Linked DNA regions of Zea mays: region 2 is linked to region 1. A link is a contact called in public Hi-C data. All regions are on one chromosome and are shown on one strand. The core of a region is the stretch at or near the end of the contact, and the rest is flanking DNA. Distances in the headings are between cores, read along the strand shown.

Evidence for each region. A called contact is a pair of places that touch in the nucleus more often than the background predicts.
Region 2: a contact with region 1 is called in a Hi-C map of leaf, with 3 times the contacts expected there. The contact joins the promoter of LOC100272409 here to the enhancer-like site in region 1. A contact is called at or near these places in 2 of 25 Hi-C or Micro-C datasets (ear and leaf).

The regions. Positions count from the first base shown.
Region 1 is chr6:103,078,516-103,085,432 of Zm-B73-REFERENCE-NAM-5.0, reverse strand. It overlaps the pseudogene LOC109940487. Among protein-coding and RNA genes, the nearest start is that of LOC100273723, 31 kb to the right of the region's middle. Within about 2 kb of position 4,607, at least 17 of the 20 cell types and tissues checked have an H3K27ac peak or open chromatin away from gene starts, as enhancers often do. A contact at or near this core is called in ear and leaf, where this site is marked.
Region 2 is chr6:103,254,228-103,261,231 of Zm-B73-REFERENCE-NAM-5.0, reverse strand. LOC100272409 (BTB/POZ and MATH domain-containing protein 2) reads left to right here and starts at 1,612. Exons shown (of 3, transcript NM_001146887.2): 1 at 1,612-2,142; 2 at 2,296-3,150; 3 at 3,740-4,152. The coding sequence starts at 1,972. The coding sequence ends at 3,147. LOC103629660 (MADS-box transcription factor 30) reads left to right here. Exons shown (of 6, transcript NM_001401854.1): 2 at 112-208; 3 at 339-509; 4 at 801-842; 5 at 954-1,183; 6 at 1,260-1,381. The coding sequence ends at 1,169.

The DNA of each region.
Region 1 (6,917 bases), core at 3,358-5,857:
TTTCCTTAACGAGCAAGTCCTCTTGTCATTCCAAGATCTCATCCTTCTCGTTAATGGTTTTTATAAATTAATTAATTTTCTTCTTTTGTTCCATGGTAAGGTTTGCAAAAAGAGAAGACAAGTTATCATCATTTTCACTAGATGTAACCCTCATCATCGGGGTATCTCTAGAATGTACCTTCTTCTTTTTGCTATCCTTGGCCATGAGATATTTGTGGCCGACGTTAGGTAAGAGAAGAGCTTTGTTGACCGCGATGTTGGCGGTGTCCTCGTCGGAGGAGGAGTCGGTGAAGCTCTCGTTGGAGTCCCATTGTCATCTTATGTGCGCCTCGCCACCCTTCTTCTTGTTGTAGTATCTCTTCTTCTCCATCTTCTTCTTCCCTTTATTGTCATTGTCCCTGTCACTATCACTTCTGTATGGACATTTAGCAATGTAATGACCGGACTTACCACACCTATAGCAGACCCTCTTGGAGCGGGGTTTGTAGTCCTTCCCCTTTCATTGCTTGAGGATTTGCCGGAAGCTCTTAATAATAAGAGCCATTTCGTCGTTGTCAAGCTTGGAGGCGTCAATTGGGAGCCTATTTGTTGGTGTAGGCTCTTCCTTCTTTTCTTTCGTTGCCTTGAATGCAACGGGTTGCACCTCAGGTGTGAAGGTGGCACCTTGCTCCAAGTTGACAATGTATTTGGAGTCTTTGATCATAAGTTCAAATCTCACAAACTTGTCGATTACCTCCTCGGGAGACATCTGTTTATATCTAGGATCTCTATGAATTAATTGCACTTGAGTGGGGTTACGGAAGACAAGAGATCTTAGAATAACCTTGACCATTTCACGATCATCCCACTTGGTGCTCCTGAGGTTGAGGACTTGGTTCACCATCATCTTGAGCCGGTTGTACATTGCTTGTGGCTCTTCTCCTTTGTTGAGGATGAATCGACCGAGTTCTCCCTCGATCATTTCACGCATGGTGATCTTGGTCACTTCATCCCCTTCATGTGCTGTCTTGAGGACGTCCCAAATTTCTTTGGCGGTCTTCAACCCTTGCACCTTGTTGTACTCCTCTCTACACATGGAAGCGAGGAGTATGGAAGTAGTTTGGGAGTTGAACTGTCTCACTTGGGCGGCCTCATCGGAGTTGTAGTCCTCGTCGGCCACTTGTGGTACCTGCGCTCCAAACTCAACAATATCTCATATGCTTTCGTGGAGTGAGGTTAGATGATGCCTCATTTTATCACTCCACATACAATAATCTTCACCATCAAAATATGGTGGTTTGCCCAGGGAACGGAAAGTATAGGAGCGCGTTTAGAAATACGAGGATAGCGAAGGGGGATCTTACTATACTTCTTACGCTCTTGGTGCTTCGAAGATGTCGACTTGGCGATGGAGGTTGTGGGTGAGGAAGAATCGGTCTCGTAGTAGACCACCTTCTTCATTTTCTTTTTCTTCTTGTCACCCTTCTTATGTCACTTGATGGAGCCAACAGATTCCTCCTTATGCTCTTTGTGCTCATCGTTGGCCTCCTTTGACGGAGTCCTTTCTTCGTTCTTCTTTCCCGAAGATCCGGGCTTTTCCCCGTGACCATCTCCCTTTTGGCGTGTTCTCCCGACATCACTTTGAGTTGTTAGACTCTAATGAAGTATCGAGCTCCGATACCAACTGAAAGTCGTCTAGAGGGGCTGAATAGGCAAAACCTGAAAATTATAAACTTTGAACCCGCACTTCACCTGGGGTTAGGGTTTGAGACAAATTATAATCAATGAGGTGTGCGTAAGATAGCTCTTCTTGCTATGAGTTGCTAAATAGTGTGAATAACTTTGGGAGCTAACTTAAAACAATGTGAGCAAGAGAAATTTTAGTGAGAGGGGAGAGGGAAGAAACAAATCAAATGGTGATGATCAACACAAATGAACACGGTGATTTGTTTCCCAAGGTTCGGTTCCAATGAACCTTCTCCCCGTTGAGGAGGCCATAGAGGATAGGTCTATTTCAACCCTTTCCCACTCTCAATTGGTCACCTAGATCAGTTGTGAAAGTCGCCTAGAGGGGGGGGTGAATAGGGCGAAACTGAAATTATCAAAGATAATCACAACTACAAGCCGGGTTAGCGTTAGAAATATAATCGAGTCCGCGAGGGTGCAAAACAAATCGCAAGCAAATAAGAAGTGTGACACGCGGATTTGTTTTACCGAGGTTCGGTTCTCGCAAACCTACTCCCCGTTGAGGTGGTCACAAAGACCGGGTCTCTTTCAACCCTTTCCCTCTCTCAAACGGTCCCTCGGACCGAGTGAGCTTTCTCTTCTCAATCACTTGGAACACAAAGTTCCTACAAGGACCACCACAAGATTGGTGTCTCTTGCCTCAATTACAAATGAGTTTGATCGCAAGAAAGAATCAAGAAAGAAGAAAGCAATCCAAGCGCAAGAGCTCGAAAGAACACAAGCAAATCTCTCTCACTAGTCACTAAAGCTTTGTGTGGAATTTGGGAGAGGATTTGATCTCTTGAGTGTGTCTAGAATTGAATGCCTAGCTCTTGTAAGTGGTTGGAAGTGTAAAAACTTGGATGCTATGAATGTGGGTGGTTGGGGGTATTTATAGCCCCAACCACCAAACTAGCCGTTTGGTGGGGCTGTCTGTCGTATGGTGCACCGGACAGTCCGGTGCACACCGGACATGTCCGGTGCGCCAGCCACGTCACCAAAGCCGTTGGGTTCCGACCGTTGGAGCTCTGTCTTCTGGGCCCGCCTGGATGTCCGGTGGCGCACCGGACATGTACTGTAGAGTGTCCGGTGCGCCAGCATGGGTGTTCCTGACTTCTGCGCGCGCTGGCGCGCATTAAATGCGCCTGCAGGTGACCGTTGGCGCGAAGTAGTCGTTGCCCCGCTGGCTCACCGAACAGTCCGGTGTACACCGGACATGTCCGGTGAATTATAACGGACTAGCCGTTGCGAATTCCCGAAGCTGGCGAGTTCCTGAGGCGCCGTTCCTTGGAGCACCGGACACTGTCCGGTGTACACCGGACAGTCCGGTGAATTATAGCGAAGCGCCTCTGGATTTTCCCGAAGGTGAAGAGTTCAGCGTGAAGTCCCCTGGTGCACCGAACAGTGTCCGGTGGCATACCGGACAGTCCGGTGCGCCAGACCAGGGCACACTTCGGTTATCCCTTTGCTCCTTTGTTGAATCTATTTCTTGGTCTTTTTATTGGCTAAGTGTGAACCTTTAGCACCTGTATAACTTGTACACTAGAGCAAACTAGTTAGTCCAATTTATTTGTGTTGGGCAATTCAACCACCAAAATCATTTAGGAAATAGGTGTAAGCCTAATTCCCTTTCAAGTTGAGTGCTTCTTCTTAATCTCACGGGTCATAAAGACCCCACAAAGATCACCACACAATTAGGTGTCTCTTGCTAGCTTTACAAATCACTTAGAAAAATTAGAGGAGATAAAGAAAGCAACCAAGCAACAAGAGCAACAAATAGAACACAAATCTCACTCTCTCTCAAGCCACTAAACACTATTGATCACTTGTATTAATTGTGGGACTTAGAGAGGATTGGAAGCTTTGAATGTGACTTTGGAATGTATTCTTTGCTCTTGTATTGAGTGTTGAGGGTGGAAAGCTTGGATGACTTGAATGGTGGTGGTTGGGGGTATTTATAGCCCCAACCACTATTCTAGCCATTGGTTGTGCTCTCTGTCGACAGACATACCGGACAGTCCGGTGCGTGCCACGTCAGCCGACTGTTGGGGTTAGGAGCAATTGACCGTTGAAGTCGTTTGTCCTTGTGGCGCACCGGACAGTCCGGTGGCACACCGGATAGTTCGGTGGCACACCGGACAGTCCGGTGCGACTTGACATCGCCGACTGTCTCTAACCTTCTGAGGCTTCAGACTGCGGTGGCAGTCGACCGTTGTCGAAGTTGACCGTTGCTCGTGGGCTCACTGGACAGTCCGGTGATTTTTAGTCGAGGAGCGTTTCGTTTTCCCGAGAGCGGCCAGTTCGCTGGGCGCACCAGCCTGGGCACCGGACACTATCCGGTGCACACCAGGTAGTCTGGTGCGCCACAGGCTGGTGCAAATCTGTTTTGCTCCATACTTATAGAATTGCCCCAAGGGTCATTTTCCTTATATGTGTATGTTAACTTTATGCACCTGAGAAAAGATCAACTAGACAAACTAGTTATTCCATAAGGTTTGTGATGGTCGTCAAACACTAAAATCGATTATCAGGAATGGTTGAGGCCATTTCTCCTTCAGTTTTCGTTAATTTTAGGGCCTTTTACAATGGTCTTTCCACTGTCATGAACTGCCGGGTTGAATCTAGGGTTCTACTGGGTCTCTTTAGCAAAAATAGGCGGTCGAAGGGGTATGAGTGATCCACAGCCGCCCAGATCAGATCCTATGACCTAGATTACCCACAACATAATGCTGAAGCGGTACACACTGGCTGCCCTCGGATCAAGGATCAACAGTCGAGATTCGATGCACCAAAATCATCTTGCGTCCACTCGATTTAAGATCGACGCCTACCATTACTCCTGGGTGAAGGGTTTCGCGGTATTCAATCTGGATCGCTCGATCGCGATCCAACCGCCCCGATTTAACCATCGAGGGGAGATACCCGAACAAATCTCGGCCCTCTGCTTAGATCTGACGGTTGCTACATCATCTTCAACCTCCCGACGGGAACCAGAGCATAGGAGCAGGCTCGTCATGGCCATGCCACGCCAAGGATACCCCGCCCACGCCCAGTGCCTTAGTATCGGGTGTGAATCACGGAGAGCGGAAGACATCCAGAGCGCCAGGTGCTTTTTTTTACCTAGGATCATGGCGCTGCAGATGTCGGCCCCGCCACACAGTGGCACCGCGGCGCCACGGGTCACAGGTGAAGTATGCCCTGGTCGTTGCCACCGCACGAGGTGTCCACAGGAACCCCGCACTCGACCCACGGAGATCACAGGTCTCGACACCGAGACCCCGCTACCGGTGCGACGTGAATCGAGGTCGACGACAATCACACAGTGGTGCAAGAGCTTCGCGGTAGGAGCATCTAGACCTAGATGAACCAAAGGGTATGTCGCGGCAGACATATATAGGAGCAAGCAGAGTCCGAGGCGGATCTAGGGAAATCCTACCGGCTTTGATCCGAGTTTTGTGGATTGAACAGAGCGGCGGAGTTTGTTGTTGAGTGGGGTTGATGAATCTGGACAATGGGGCCCCCATGACCGAGGCACAAACGAGCACCCGAGCGCATCGGAGTCCACGGAGGGGCTGCCGTCATGGTCCATTTGTCAGTGATTGGGTGCAGCGCAGGCTGAGAGGGAGTGGGCTGACGAGAGGTAGGGCTAATTGGGCCAACGGCCAGATTCGACCTAGAGAGGCTGACGGGTCTTTTGTTTTTTTATATTTTGAACCCTTTCAATTTCAGTTTTGAATTCCAAAATCAAATTTGATTCAATTCTCAAGGTTCAATTTATATGCAACATCCAAAGACCCAGCATGAAATGCATGATTCCACTTTATTTATCTTATTTTATCCATTAAACAAAGGGTTTATTAATATGAAACTTATATACACAAAAGACACTATTCTAAGAAAACAATTCCTAATATATCATCTTAAATCTTTTGGCGAATAATATTTAAACATAAATTTTAAATAGTTTTATTTGTACAAGAATTTCTAATTATTTCCTACGAAGAGATGGTTCCTAGGCAATATAATGAATAGTTTTACTATTTAAACATTTGAGAATCTTTCTTGGTTTTCTCTTTTAACCCTAGTTCAAAGCCTTAACTCAAATATTTTGGACAAACTTTTATGAATCCCAAAATTAGTATTTTGGGGTGTTACAACCTAAGAATGGTAGTGGTTGCATGTTATTTGGTCTTTGACTCGTATACCCTCTACTCGTGATCTTAATAGCATAACCCTGTTGTTCTCCGCCATTCAGAGAATAGTGTGGTTATGCTGTCGTATTCATGAGCAGAAGGTACACGTGTCCGACCAAATAACACACAACGACTGGCATTCTTGGGTGGGTCGTTTAGTACATATCCTCTTCCTAATAGGGTTTGTAGTTATGAATTGGTTAATAACACTGCACACTGCACATGTTTGTCATGCATGATTATGATCTACGTTTTTCCATTAGCTTTGAAAATGGGTGACGATCGAAGAAGGGCTATGTACGATGGTTTCAACAATGACACCCTGGGGCACTCTGATGGATGGGTTAAGGTTGCTGACGAATTTGTGGCGCACGCATTTGCTGGCGAGCCTCGTGCGGCGAAATGCTCATGTACTAGGTGTCGAAACCTGATCCGACTAGTCAAGTTTGACCTCTCCATTCATATCTGCAAATATGGATTTAAGCCAGACTATTTGGTGTGGCACGAGCATGGGAGAGGTGGATGCACCTCCGAAGTTGAACACGGACGTGGACCTAGACCAAATGGAGGACATGCTAGATGACATCAGACATGAGTATCCATCATTGGAGACCGACTGACCCCCGATGGAGGAAGTGCATCAGTTTTACAAGTTGCTAGAAGTCGCGGATGCAAAAGTGCACGAGGGCACCAAAGTGCCTGTACTTCAGGTCGTAACATGACTTATGGCAATGAAGTCCAAGTACAACTTCTCAAATAACTACTACAACAATATCACGAAGTTGATTATTGATCTCCTCCGCCGAACCATAAGATGCCAAAGAACTTGTATCAGTCTAAAAAGATTGTCTTGGGTCTTGGCATGAACTATGAGAAGATTGATGCGTGCGAAAATAATCGCATGTTGTTCTGGAGGGATCACAAGAATGACACCCATTGCATGCACTGCAAGAACTCAAGGTATGCAGTGGTGGTGGACAAGGAAGGCACTGAGGTCACTACAAAAGTCTCGGTCAAGCA
Region 2 (7,004 bases), core at 363-2,862, 180 kb before region 1:
TTGCATAAGAAGTAGCCCATGATCGATTAGCGAAAGATAGGAATATTCCAGAGTCTTGCAATCTGCAGATCCCTAACACCAACACTCTCCACCGTTACCATTTTTGCGAAGCTTGGTGGATCTGATTCGCCGGTACGAGGCGGCCACCAGCACGCGACTCTTGCATCAGGACGCACGCTGCTGCACCGATCACCAGTCTGATCATCAGGTACGCATCTACCAGATCGACGTCCAGACCCAACGCAGCAGCTTCAGTATCTTCGTCAGCCTGTTCATGCGCCATCTCTATTCTTGCCTCGTTTTTCTCTCTCTCTCTCTCTCCAATGCTGCTGCAGCAGCAGCAGCAGATGGCCGCTGAGATCAGCCAGCTGCGGAGTGAGTGCGAGCAGCTGGAGGCCAGCCTGAATGCGTACACGGGAGAAGACCTGTCGTCCGTGACTTCGGTGGTCGAGCTCCTCGAGCTCGAGCAGCGGCTGGAGTCGGCCATCGGCAAAGTCCGTGCAAGGAAGGTATAGGTATCTACTGCTCGAAAAAAAATTTGTTGCAGCCAGGCTGCAAACCAGGCCGTTTGCAGCCCCTCACAAAAATGAGGATAGACCCCACCTGCAGGTCAATAATACAACAAAAATGTTATCTGGTGAACTTGCAGGTGGGGCCTATCCTCATTTTTGTGAGGGACTGCAAACGGCCTGGTTTGCAGCCCGGCTGCAACAAATTTTTTTCCCTGCTGCTAGGTGATCCTGGTTCCTCTGCATGTCGAGGCGGTTTTTATTGCGTGCCTTGTTTTTTTTCCTTGGCAGGATGAGCTGCTCGTCAACCTGACCGAGGAGCTTCAGGTCAAGGTAAACTGTGACGGCCGGCCGGCTTCGCGTGAGCAGTAGTTGTAGCACGTCGTCGTAAAAGCAGCTGTGTGAAGTGATCGTGCCGCTGCCGCTGTGATGTGACGCACGCAGACCGAAGAGCACGGGCGCCACGACGGCCCACCAGCCGCCGCGGGCGTGGAGGCGACAGTGGCGGAGCCGCCGCTGCCACAGTCGCCGTCGTTCGCGTACCTCCTGGCCCTGGAGGAGAAGTCCGCGGCGAGCACAATGCTGCGTCTGTGGCCGCCGACGGACGAGGACGCCGACGGCGGCGGGAGCTCCAGCCCACGCGATCTACACCTGTGGTAACAGAACGTGTACGCGTACGTCCGAAGCTTAGCAGACTAGCTTAACCCTTTATGCTGAAAAAAAAAACTGAACGGTAATTTCTTCTTGCAGAATGCAGATCGAAGGCACAGTAGACTGGTTGCCCCGCCTGGCCGGCCATGGACGTGTGTCGATCAGCTGGGTGGACTTGATGACATGACAGATTTACTTAGTTTGCTAAAGTACATAACTAAAACAAACAAGTTAGTTAAAGAAAGGAAGTAGCATGCTTAAGGGGGTGTTTGGTTTCTAGGGACTAATGTTTAGTCCCTTCATTTTATTCCTTTTTTGTCTATAAATTGCTAAATATAGAAACTAAACTAAAGTTTTAGTTTCTATATTTGGCAATTTTGGAACTAAAATGGAATAAAATGTAGGGACTAAACATTAGTCCCTAGAAACCAAACACCCCCTAAGTAGTAGTACTAATAGGTTATCTATAGTTAATGCTCAAGTGACCATACCTTTTTCCATGTCTTGGTCACATCAAGCTAAATAAAGACCATGACATAGCCAAGACAACAAATCCAAGTTTCAGTGACTTTACTAGTGTTTTTTTATAAGGCACCTTTACTAATGCTGCTCCGAACTAAACATGGGAATGGATGTCCATAGACCACCCACCACCTACTGTTCGTGCTAATTTTGTGGTTATGGTTATGACTTCAAAATTTTGGAGTTGAGGTGTTTTCTTTTGGAGTTGGACGTTCGATTGCTGATTTCGATGACTCTCAGAGGCCCAGATTAATGGACTTTCTGACTAGTACAAACCGTGGTTCTCGCCATGACGAACCAACCAGCGTCGTGGCGTGGGACGGCGTCCGACTCAAGTCTGTCAAAGCACAAAGCAGGCCCAGCGGCAGGCCACATCCGTCGGACCCTTGCCTTCTCGGAGAAGCTTTCACACACCTCTCCTTGCTCTGGAAGCCATGTACGGCGGCGAACTCTCCTCTTGGTAACCTCCCGCTATTTAAACTCCCCCCCTCTCCTCCCCACCCCCAATTGTCAGTTGCCAGACCGCATACCGCCGGCCCAGTCCTCATCGGCGCCGGACGGGTAAAGAGTTTTATTTTTACATCACCGGAGGCATTTTTTTTTTCTTCATCAGGCTTCTGGATCTTACCTGGCCTCCATCATGGAACATGACGGCACGAACCTGCTGGCTGTCAATGAGGTTCTGCGCTCGGTACAGCTGCTCAAGATTGACGGCTACTGCGCCACCGCTACCATGAGCGAGCTGGAGTTCATCAAATCCAGATGGTGCACCAATGGCCACGAGTGGGAGGTCCGTTTCCATCCTACTTACAAGTGGAACGGGCGGTGGGTAGCGGTGAAGCTCATACTTATCAGTGAACCTCTGAGGGACAAGCTGAGGGTGAGCCTGAGCTGCCGGATGAGACCCAACAACTTCCAGCGGGATCTCGGTGCCTCTTATGAGCAGAGTTTGTCCCATATATTTCCCAGTGACTCCAAATGCTCGCCTGTACTTCTCCTCATGTCAAGGGCTGAGCTAGGATCATCAGATTACCTCGTGGAGGATTCGCTGACCGTGGAATGCACGCTCACCGAGCTACGTGGCTTCGACGCCTCTGTGAAGGATCCGCCCCTGCCAGTGCCACAGCCACAGCCACTGCGCTCGGACCTACACCAGCACCTCGGCGAGCTCCTGCAGAGCAAGGACGGAGCGGACGTCACGTTCCGTGTCTCCGGGGAGTCCTTCGCCGCACACAGGGTCATTCTCGCCGCGAGGTCCCCGGTTTTCAAGGCCGAGTTCTTCGGAGGCATGAAGGAAAGAAGCTCTGCTTATGTGGAGATCAGAGACATGGACGCTGCTGTGTTCAGGTCCATGCTTCACTTCATCTATACCGACATGGTCCCAGAGCTCGACGGTGCCCAGGACCAGGAGCCTGAGGCGGCGGCGGGCGGCGGCCATGGCTCAGCACCTACTCGTAGCTGCTGACAGGTAAGGTTTCTTTCTTTTGAACCTTTGTCCACTTTCAGAACGGGTTATCATGTACTATTTCGTTGCATATGGGTCTGTTTGGAAGTAAAACATTTATTTTTGTAGATACTATAGTTTTTAGGGGTATTTGAATGACTAAAACTAATAGTTAGTGACTAAAATTAATTGAGACATTCAAATAACATGGCTAATAGTTCAGCTATTAGTTATTTTTGGTAAATTAGTTAATGTAGTTGTTTGTTAGCTAGCTAATTTCATTAACAGTTTTTAGTCAATTAATTATTAGTTCTAGTGCATTCAAACACCACCTTAGTATGGCCGTGGTATTTTATGTCACTTGGTTGTAATCCTGGTATTTTTGGTATTCAAAACTCAGCTCCAATCCAAAGTTTTTATGACACGTCTAACTTTTGCTTAATACTATAGTTTACAATAATGTTGTATCTAAACAATGTTCCGTAATTTTTTTTAGAGTTGGTCAAAACTGCGCTTGGTATTGTCATGGCTGGTCTTAGAAACATGTAGAGCGTAACACCGTGTGCGTGTATACTAGTAGATTGTAATTGTTAGCTCCTGAGAATTTTGACAGGTATGGGCTGAACGGGCTGAAGCTGATATGTGAATGCAAGCTCTCTGGTGGCATCAACATCGGCACAGCGGCTGCGACGTTGGCTCTCGCCGAGCAGCGCAACTGCCCGCTGCTCAAAGCCAAGTGTCTTGAGTTCGTCACTAAGTCGCCTGAGACTCTTGATGCTGTCCTGGCGACTGACGGCTACGCGCATCTGGTGGAAAGCTGCCCTCTGGTGCTGACTGAACTAGTGAGGGCTGCGCGTGGAAGGAAGATCTGAGCTCGCGATGATGGTTTTCATTGACAGTCCTAGTATTACTAGTATCTTCCTCATATAATGATTGAGTTGCTTGGCTTCACATGCATGCTATGGTATGGTTATGGTTTCCCTAAGATGTAATGAACCTGGAGTTATGGTTATGGTTTCCCTAAGCATGATGAACTAGTCTTTGCAGTTGATTCCCTCCCCACTTTCAATCTGAGCTGCTTAATTCAGCCCTTGTTAGCCACCTGTGCTTGTCATGCACATGAGATGGGCAGCTAGCATTCATTTTCTGTGGCTAAGATCTCGTCTCTGTTTTGTGCTTATTATCATTTGGTGCTTAATTGTATCAGCTGCCTTTTCTCGTGCTTGACATGCATATATAATATGCGCACGCATGACATGAGCAGACTGCTGCTGCTTCAGTTGCAAGTTGCAGCTAGTGCAAAAAGATTCAGAAAACCCGTTTTTTATTAGAGCAGTCAGTTTGGGGGAGAATGAAGAGGCAGCTCCAAAACTCTATCACAGATGTCAAATTGTCAACTGCAGTGTGGATTTGTAGCCCAGTTAAATATCTGGCGCGGCCGCCGCCGCTATTTGGAAATTTGGAATTCTGAAAGAACACAGGTGCGCAGGCTGGAGAACACCGTCATCCAAACTCGAAGGCAGCTGTGGTAACAGAACGTCCGGTCGTCCGGTGCTAGCAGACCGAAGGCAGTAGAGTGTTTTTTTAGAAAGATCAGCAGGGGGAAACCCCTACTGTTAAATTTTATTAATAATGTAGAATTACAATTCGACGTGATTACAAGAGTTAGAGGTTAGATGATAAGTTCTAGTAAGGGAGCTAAAAAGAGGGATCAAAGCAATACGAAAGTTATGCCTGCCACTGATCCAGTCAGTTCGGAATTAAGTTGTCATATTTCCCTCTCACTCTGTGTACAACCATCCGTAATTTCTTGCTGAATTCATTCTTACAGTGATGTACTGAAGGGTCTTTATTTTTAAATAACCATTCATTTCGACATTTCATATGCTTCATGTCATGAGTATAATGATCTCCATAGAAAAAGGAACATTAAGTTGGTGCTTAAGGTTTGTCGAGGCCTCCTCTGGTTGAGCAATTCTAGGGGGAATTATGCCAATTGAATTCCAACAGGCTTTTGCAAAATTGCATATGAGAAACAGGTGATAAAGAGTCTCCTCCCTTTGCCATAAAGAGTTCTCACATGAATATGACTCTAGTGTCATGTTTTTCCTTCTCAGCATATTCCTAGTGTTGAGTCTGTTTTAAGCCATAACCAGTAGAAAACTTTATGTTTTGGTTGACATTTGTTTTTTCATAGACACTTGTAAATAGAATAAACCTGTGTCTGCCCCATTAGGTGTCTGTAGGCCTTTTTTGTTGAATAACTGTCTGAATCCCATATATATCTCCATCTGTCCTTTAAAGTATTTAGGTCAATTTGCTCCCAAACTACATGTAACTCCAAACACTGTTCATAGGCTTGTTCAGAAATAGGCAATTGAAAAATATGAAAGAAATGATCTTGCTCTTTAGCCTCCGCGATAGAAAGTTTTGTGTTGTTTGCAAAAGAGAATAATTCGGGATATTGCTGACTTGGAACACTCTTATTCCACTGATCTTTCCAGAAAAGAATTGATCTACCATTGCCAATGATTGGGTACGCCAATCCCTTGAAATTATATAGAAGTTTCAACATACTTTTCCATGAAAAAGAGTCAATTCGTCTATGACCAGGGAGTCTGTCAGACGAATAATAACTATTCCAAATGATATTTACCCATGGTAAATCATGACTATTGAAGAACTTGTGGAAGAATTTTAGGAGAAGAGCATCATTTTGAGTTTCTAACCGTATCACCCGGCCCAAGGCCTCCACTGACTTTTTGTTTAGTAATCGTAGACCATGCAACCAGCGACGACTTTTCTGAGCTTGTGTCATTCCCCCTCCAAAGGCATTGCCTCCTGTAAATGTCTATCTGTTTAGTGATAGAACTCGAGATTTTGAGCGTGCACATAAAAAAAGTTGGTAAGGCTGAAAAAACCGAGTTTACCAACTCCAAACGCCCAGCCTGAGATAGAAAATTAGAAGTACATGACAATCGCTTTTCAATTTTTGGATTAAAGGTAGGAACTACTGAAGTCTAGGCTTTGAAAGACCCAAAGGCAATCCAAGGTAGGTGAAAGGCATTGCACTTGTCTGACAATTGAGAGTTCTTGATAGGATCTGCATTTTCCCAGGGTTAACGTTTATCGGATACATACTTGATTTATTATAATTGACCCTTAAACCAGTTGAGGTTGCAAAGGAATTGAGAATTGCCTTAAGAAAGAATAACTGCTTTGGGCAGTCCTCCATTATCAAGAGAGTATAATCAGCATATTGTACAATAGGAAAATCTTGTTCACAACTATCTGGCAGAGGAAGCTAAAGCAAATTCAGATGTCTGGCCTTATTGATAATACTCTGAAGGAGGTCAGCCACCAAGACAAACAACAGTGGTGAGAGAGGATCTCCTTGTCTGACTCCCCGCTTGCAATGAAAGGTTTTCCCTAGGACTCCATTGAGTAACACCGAAGAAGTGCCAGAATGAAGGATATTTCCAACCCAGTTAATCCACTTTGGACCAAATCCTTTATGAATCAGAACCTGTAGAATCAGTTCATGCTCTAAAGTATCAAAAGCCTTTTCGAAATCAAGCTTAAGCACAATTATTTCTTTTTTTGAGGAATGGCATAAATGAATGTATTCGTAGGCCCAAGCCAAGCAATCTTGAATTGTTCTTCCTTTTATGAAACCATATTGGTTCTTGTGAACTAACCGTGTCATCATTGCCTGCAGTCGATTTGCCAGAAGCTTCGTGATAATTTTCATACTATTGTTTAGCAGCGATATTGGCCTATAATCTCCCACTTTTTGCGGATTATCCTTCTTCGGAATCAAAACAATGAAGGATCCATTGATGCTTCTCAAGCAAACCTCTTCTTGATAAAACTTTTCA